2 separate regions of the Oryzias latipes genome follow, and region 2 is linked to region 1. Evidence: chromatin contacts called from public Hi-C data. All regions are on one chromosome and are shown on one strand. The core of a region is the stretch at or near the end of the contact, and the rest is flanking DNA. Distances in the headings are between cores, read along the strand shown.

Evidence for each region. A called contact is a pair of places that touch in the nucleus more often than the background predicts.
Region 2: a contact with region 1 is called in a Hi-C map of embryo, with 4 times the contacts expected there. The contact joins the promoter of LOC101170839 here to the promoter of ddb2 in region 1. A contact is called at or near these places in 5 of 5 Hi-C or Micro-C datasets (embryo, fibroblasts and gastrula embryo).

The regions. Positions count from the first base shown.
Region 1 is chr6:16,132,208-16,134,958 of ASM223467v1, reverse strand. It overlaps ddb2 (DNA damage-binding protein 2), which reads left to right and starts at 1,416. Exons shown (of 11, transcript XM_020704020.2): 1 at 1,416-1,635; 2 at 1,727-1,864; 3 at 1,938-2,050; 4 at 2,471-2,662. The coding sequence starts at 1,729. LOC101170342 (kinesin-like protein KIF23) reads right to left here and starts at 455. Exons shown (of 22, transcript XM_023955768.1): 1 at 345-455; 2 at 47-107. The coding sequence starts at 358.
Region 2 is chr6:16,284,040-16,286,790 of ASM223467v1, reverse strand. It overlaps LOC101170839 (mortality factor 4-like protein 1), which reads left to right and starts at 1,389. Exons shown (of 12, transcript XM_023955779.1): 1 at 1,389-1,521; 2 at 1,973-2,019; 3 at 2,114-2,181; 4 at 2,274-2,360; 5 at 2,471-2,548; 6 at 2,641-2,666. The coding sequence starts at 1,482. It overlaps LOC101160651 (E3 SUMO-protein ligase PIAS1), which reads left to right. Exons shown (of 14, transcript XM_004069608.4): 14 at 1-893.

The sequences.
Region 1 (2,751 bases), core at 167-2,666:
CTTAAATTTTATTGGAAGAGATTTCGCTTGATTTACTGACACTTACTCCAACCGGGTCTTTCTGGTTGTTCAGAGGCTTTTTTGGCCTGCGGGGTGTCCTGAACTTCCTGTGGAGAAAACATGACATCACTATAAGCGTTAGCTTTAAAGGGGGCCCAAATAATCAACTAAGCCAAACGTTAGTCTTATGGTTAAGCAACGACGTTATGCTAAGCTAAATCAAATCCGTTATTTAGTTCGTTAACTGTCAGTTAGGCGTGGAATCAAGAAGTAACAACAAATTGCACGATATATAAATACGTTTGTAACAAATTGTCTAAGTTAAATTAATAAAATTCACTTACCCCTGTCTGTTCATTGTAGCCTACTTTCGATTCCAGTTGTTGCTCAAATTTTGAATCTTCCCGACTCAGCCTCTCGCCAGAGAACTTTTCAAATCCCACAACCGCCAATAGGATCTCAGAACAAGGAACACGAGTGTGTTGCGTCACTTCCGAGTTGACCAAATTCCAAAAATATTTTTGCAAACACGCAGCAGTCGATGTAGTCAATTACTTTTTTAAAAAATAAAAGTAAATTTATAAAAGTAAGAAAACTAATCAAATATTAGAAGGAGCGAACGTTTACCATGAAAAAAGACTGTAATTCTAGTATGCTTATGTTGCATTTTGGGTAGGTTTGTGAATTAATTTACTGATATGTACATAAAGAATGTTATTTTTGCCTGTTGCTGAAACACGACATAATACATTTTCATATGGCAGTTGTTCTCCTGTTTATGGACATGCTGCATTATGATGTTTTGCACTTTGTGTAATTTTTTTAAAGATTAGCTTTGTTGGTTGCTTGTCTTAAAGTTTTTAAATTATTCAAATTTGACTACTTTTTTAGGCATGTTGAGCTAATATGACATAACTCGGAGCCTTTCAGAAAAAAATGTTTTCAAATAAACAGGGGAATGCACCATTGCATGCTATATATGAAATCAAACGTTTGTTTAGTTCCACCTGATGCAAGTGTAGTTTATCCATCTATCTATCTATCTATCTATCTATCTATCTATCTATCTATCTATCTATCTATCTATCTATCTATCTATCTATCTATCTATCTATCTATCTATCTATCTATCTATCTATCTATCTATCTATCTATCTATCTATCTATCTATCTATCTATCTATCTATCTTAATAATACTAATAACAATTATTATTACTATTATTATTGTTGTTGTTGCATTTAATAATGGGTGATTTTTAATTTGGAAAATGCTAAAACTATATACCATTCAGAAATTCAGAATTGATAATTAACTAAAATAGGTTTAACTTAAAATCTTACATCAAATTGTCCAGTTAAAAATGCACACACACAAAAACATTTTAATTGTACTGTTGACTGATGATGTGCAAGTTTCACAGTGTGTAGCGTTTTCTTTAGTCTGTTGTATTGTATCAAGTTTTTAAATAAAGTTTCTTGAAAAAAGGGAGAATTTGTAAATAAACAGCGCCATCTATCGCGCACCAGCTGTCATGGGCTGAAGTTACAAAACATCTGCTGCCATTAGTCACGTGCGCTTCCGTGTTATGCAAACATAGACTTTAGATTAAGGCGGTTCTCTTCCACAATTACAGGTAAACTGCACATTTACGGGGTTTTCTAGAGGAAAGATAGAGAAGTACACAGAAGTGGTTTTGTTCGTGTCATATCGTCGAACTCTGACAGACATGAAAAGAAGGAAGAACACGAAACCAGGTGAAAATGGACCAAAGAGTCAAGTGAAAAAAAGAACTGAAGCAGACTCTGGAGCATCACTCTCCAAAAAATTAAAGGAAAAGATAGAAGTGAAGACCTCTGAGCCAGGTGAGCAGTACTAACGGGACTGCATGAGTTTACTCTGAGGTCATCATCCTGATTTGAATGAATTTCACTGCAGAGCGTCCACCTGTCAAGCCCCATACAGCTCAGAGGAGAAATGGCCATAACAGCATCCTGCACTACATTTACAGGAACAGTCTAGGCCAAAGTCTGCATTCTCAGATGAGACAGGTAAGTCAGTATGGACAGAAAGAGGGGGCTGTCTGCTTTAAAAATAACAATAATAAAAATGCACCAACAACAGATTTAGTCTGTCAAGTGTAATCTGGAACCCAAATGCAAATCAATGCATTGAAGTGAACAGAGACGGCAGACCAGTTGATGAACAAGGCGCCCTCTTCTCTAGGCTTCTGTCTGAAGACTTGATTGGAGAAGAAGAATTTTACTAAACAGAAAAAAATCCCTAATGCATTTTATGGATTTTACCCAATAGTAACAATCAGTTTGGTCACAAATGATAAAAAAAAAAATAGTTATAGACTTTTGTATTTATTCTTTTTAATTGGTGGTTTAAAAACAGATTCTGAATATTCTATCTGAAATGATGGAATGTTGTTGGGTTTTTTTTCTTTTTGCTGTTGCCTCTTGCAGTGTCTTCAGGAGCCCTTTGTCCGCTCTCTCTCCGCCTATCATTTCCATGGTGCTACCAGCCCCTTCGATCGCAGAATCACCTGTCTGGAGTGGCACCCCACCCATCCCACCACACTAGCAGCAGCCTCCAAAGGTGGAGACATCTTTCTCTGGGACTTTGAAAAGCCCACAAAGAAAAGCTTCATCCAAGGGGTGAGCTCCTGAAAAAGCACAGTTTTAACCAAAGAAGTTGCATAAGATTTTTTTTTCTTTCAGGATTTCAGCTTTTTGTGTGTTCGTGC
Region 2 (2,751 bases), core at 140-2,639, 150 kb before region 1:
ATATATAGTAGACGTATATCTATATCTCAAAGAGCTGCAAAAATTTAGCATTTTCATTTTAAATCTAGCAGTTTACTTTCTCTATTAATCTTCTTGTGTACAAGAACAATTAAATGACCATTTACCACGTTTCTGTTCCACTTTTAAGAAAAGGCTAGTTTCTGCGCCTCTTGAAGTTAGTTTTTCTTTTAAAATAAAATGGTATGACTGTTCTCTTAATACAGATGAATCATTGCATTTCATCTTTTTTGTTGTAGCACTTGCCTTTTATTTTATTATGTTCTTTTTTTTTTGACATCAAGTCTGTGGAGCAGTGAAGTGTTTCCATCCACATCTACCTGAAATCTCACCGGTTTGAGTTCTATGCTGTTCTGTAGTGAGGCCACGGGATGCATAGCATGTTCTGTTTGTATCTGCAAAGCCTTTAACAAACCTGTCATTGCTTAGCCTTGGAGTGAATCACGTGATGCATTTTGGCCAAGAGGTTTAAAATGATTGAATTTATAAATGGATGCCTCCTTTTTTTTCTCAAACTTGTGCTTACTATTAGGATTATTTATTATCATATATATTTTCAGCATTTGTTTGATTTGTGAATATGCATTGCTGTCATTGTGATATTTCTTTTGTAATTATATTATTAATGCTATTTAAAGATGTCACTGTTGCTCGACATGCATTGTAACATTTTCAGTTTCTGTCTGTTGAATGATGTCAGTAACTCAATAGAAGGTTTTGATCATTTTAAAACAGCTACATGGTCTATTGTGTTAATTTATTGTTTTGACACTCATCAAAATATATTCATTTTTAAAGGCTTTTCTTAGTATTTCCCTCTGTTACACAAGACAGCAGTTTCATGCAGATTTGCTGAAATAAAAGTTCTCAGTATAGAAAAATGATTTCCTGTTTGTGATCCGAGAAAGGGCCTTACTTGGCTATTTAGAGCCTTGTGTCTATTGTTTTTTAGGTTTTATTTAAGAGGGGGGGTGTCTTAGTAATCTTTTTAACTCTTGCAAATTAATCTTTACTACATTATTTTGATTTAAATACCATAGAAAAGTAACCAGAACAAAAGCAAATATGAACAGAAAATAGCAATTTCTCAAAATGTATCAACCGGAACACGTGGTGTGGTAGTGTAATGCTGTAGCAGAATAAATTGTATACCTTTTTGATGGTGGTTTGAATGGATGTCCACAACACAAATTCAAGAGTTGTATTTTATGTAATTTATTGATAGCAGTTAAAAAAAAACTTTTTTTAAGGCGAATTACTTCTTCCACTGACTTCAAGTATACACAAACAGCCCGTCTTCCTGCGAAGAGCTGTGCACTCCAGGGATGTCTTCTTTCTTGTCTTTTTTTGTCGCACAATTTAAGCGTCATCGCGCAGACCATGACGTTAGTAGTGAGATGCGCCTTTGCTAACTGTAATGGGAGCTGGCGATTTTTTCAAAATTTTTATAGTTTAATCTGTGAATGGCGCCAAAACAGGACCCGAAACCTAAATTTCAAGAAGGTAGCCTCTTAACTATTGTCCGAGTGTCCGGATAACTGGCTGTGTTTGTTTCTGAAGCTAACGGAGGGATAAACACAGCTATGGAAAGAACACTGTCGGCGCGGAGCTAGCTAGATTAGCATTTATTGTTGTAAGCGTTTAATGTTTTAATCCAGTTAAATCTTGTGGTTATCAATGAATAATTGATGTTATTTGTCGCTAAATTATTAGTTTGAACAAAAGTTGTCAATTTAATGTATTGATATTTTAATTTCCCGCTATGCCCGTCGTTTTCTAATTGACCTTACCGCGCATGTCTCTTTAACTGCGTCTAGATTCATCACTAAACGCTTTATTTGCTTAATTTACATCATAAATATTTTTAATCGTTACAAGTAGTACCGCGTTAAATCACTAGACGTTAGCGAAGCAGCTAAAGCTAACTTCCTTTTTGTTTTCCCTCCTACTTCAGGTGAAAGAGTGCTGTGTTTTCATGGGCCATTGCTCTACGAAGCTAAGGTAGGCTGTCGGAGTTAGCCTGTCTCTTTGACGATGCGACCCTCCAACGTGTTTGATTCACTTTGATCACATTGAAGTGTGCCTGTTTTTGCAGTGTGTTAAAACAAACATCAAGGACAAACAAATCAAATACTTCATTCATTACAGTGGCTGGAACAAAAAGTAAGTTTTAGGTTTTTTTGTTTGTTTGTTTGTTTTTTACTACCTGCTGCTTAGTGAAGTTTCTTCCAGTGACTGAAATCCTGCTCTTCTAGCTGGGACGAATGGGTTCCTGAAAGCCGAGTGCTGAAGTATGTGGACAGTAATCTTCAAAAACAAAAAGAGCTTCAGAGGGCTAATCAGTAAGTTACCTGATGCTGAACTTTCACCCTGCACTGTGAAAACTTCAATATCCACTGATTTGACATAATTGACTTCCTAACCAAGTATTGTTTTTTTTTTGGAAATTTAGAGACCATTATGTAGAAGGAAGAATGAGGGGTGCTGTGCCGAATAAGAAAATACCTGCTGCATCGCAGAAAAATGATGTGTGAGTGAATGTTCTTTGTGTTGGTGGTGCACTTTGATGTCACTCAACGTTTTTGAAATTATCTATATATTTTTCTTTTTTAAATTCCACAGAAAAACCAAAAAGAACAAACAGAAAAGTAAGTGCATCATCCTTTTTTTTTTTTTTTTTTTTTTTTTAAAGCCAAGGTTTGTATTTTGATATGATCTGCTTGCATTAAGAGT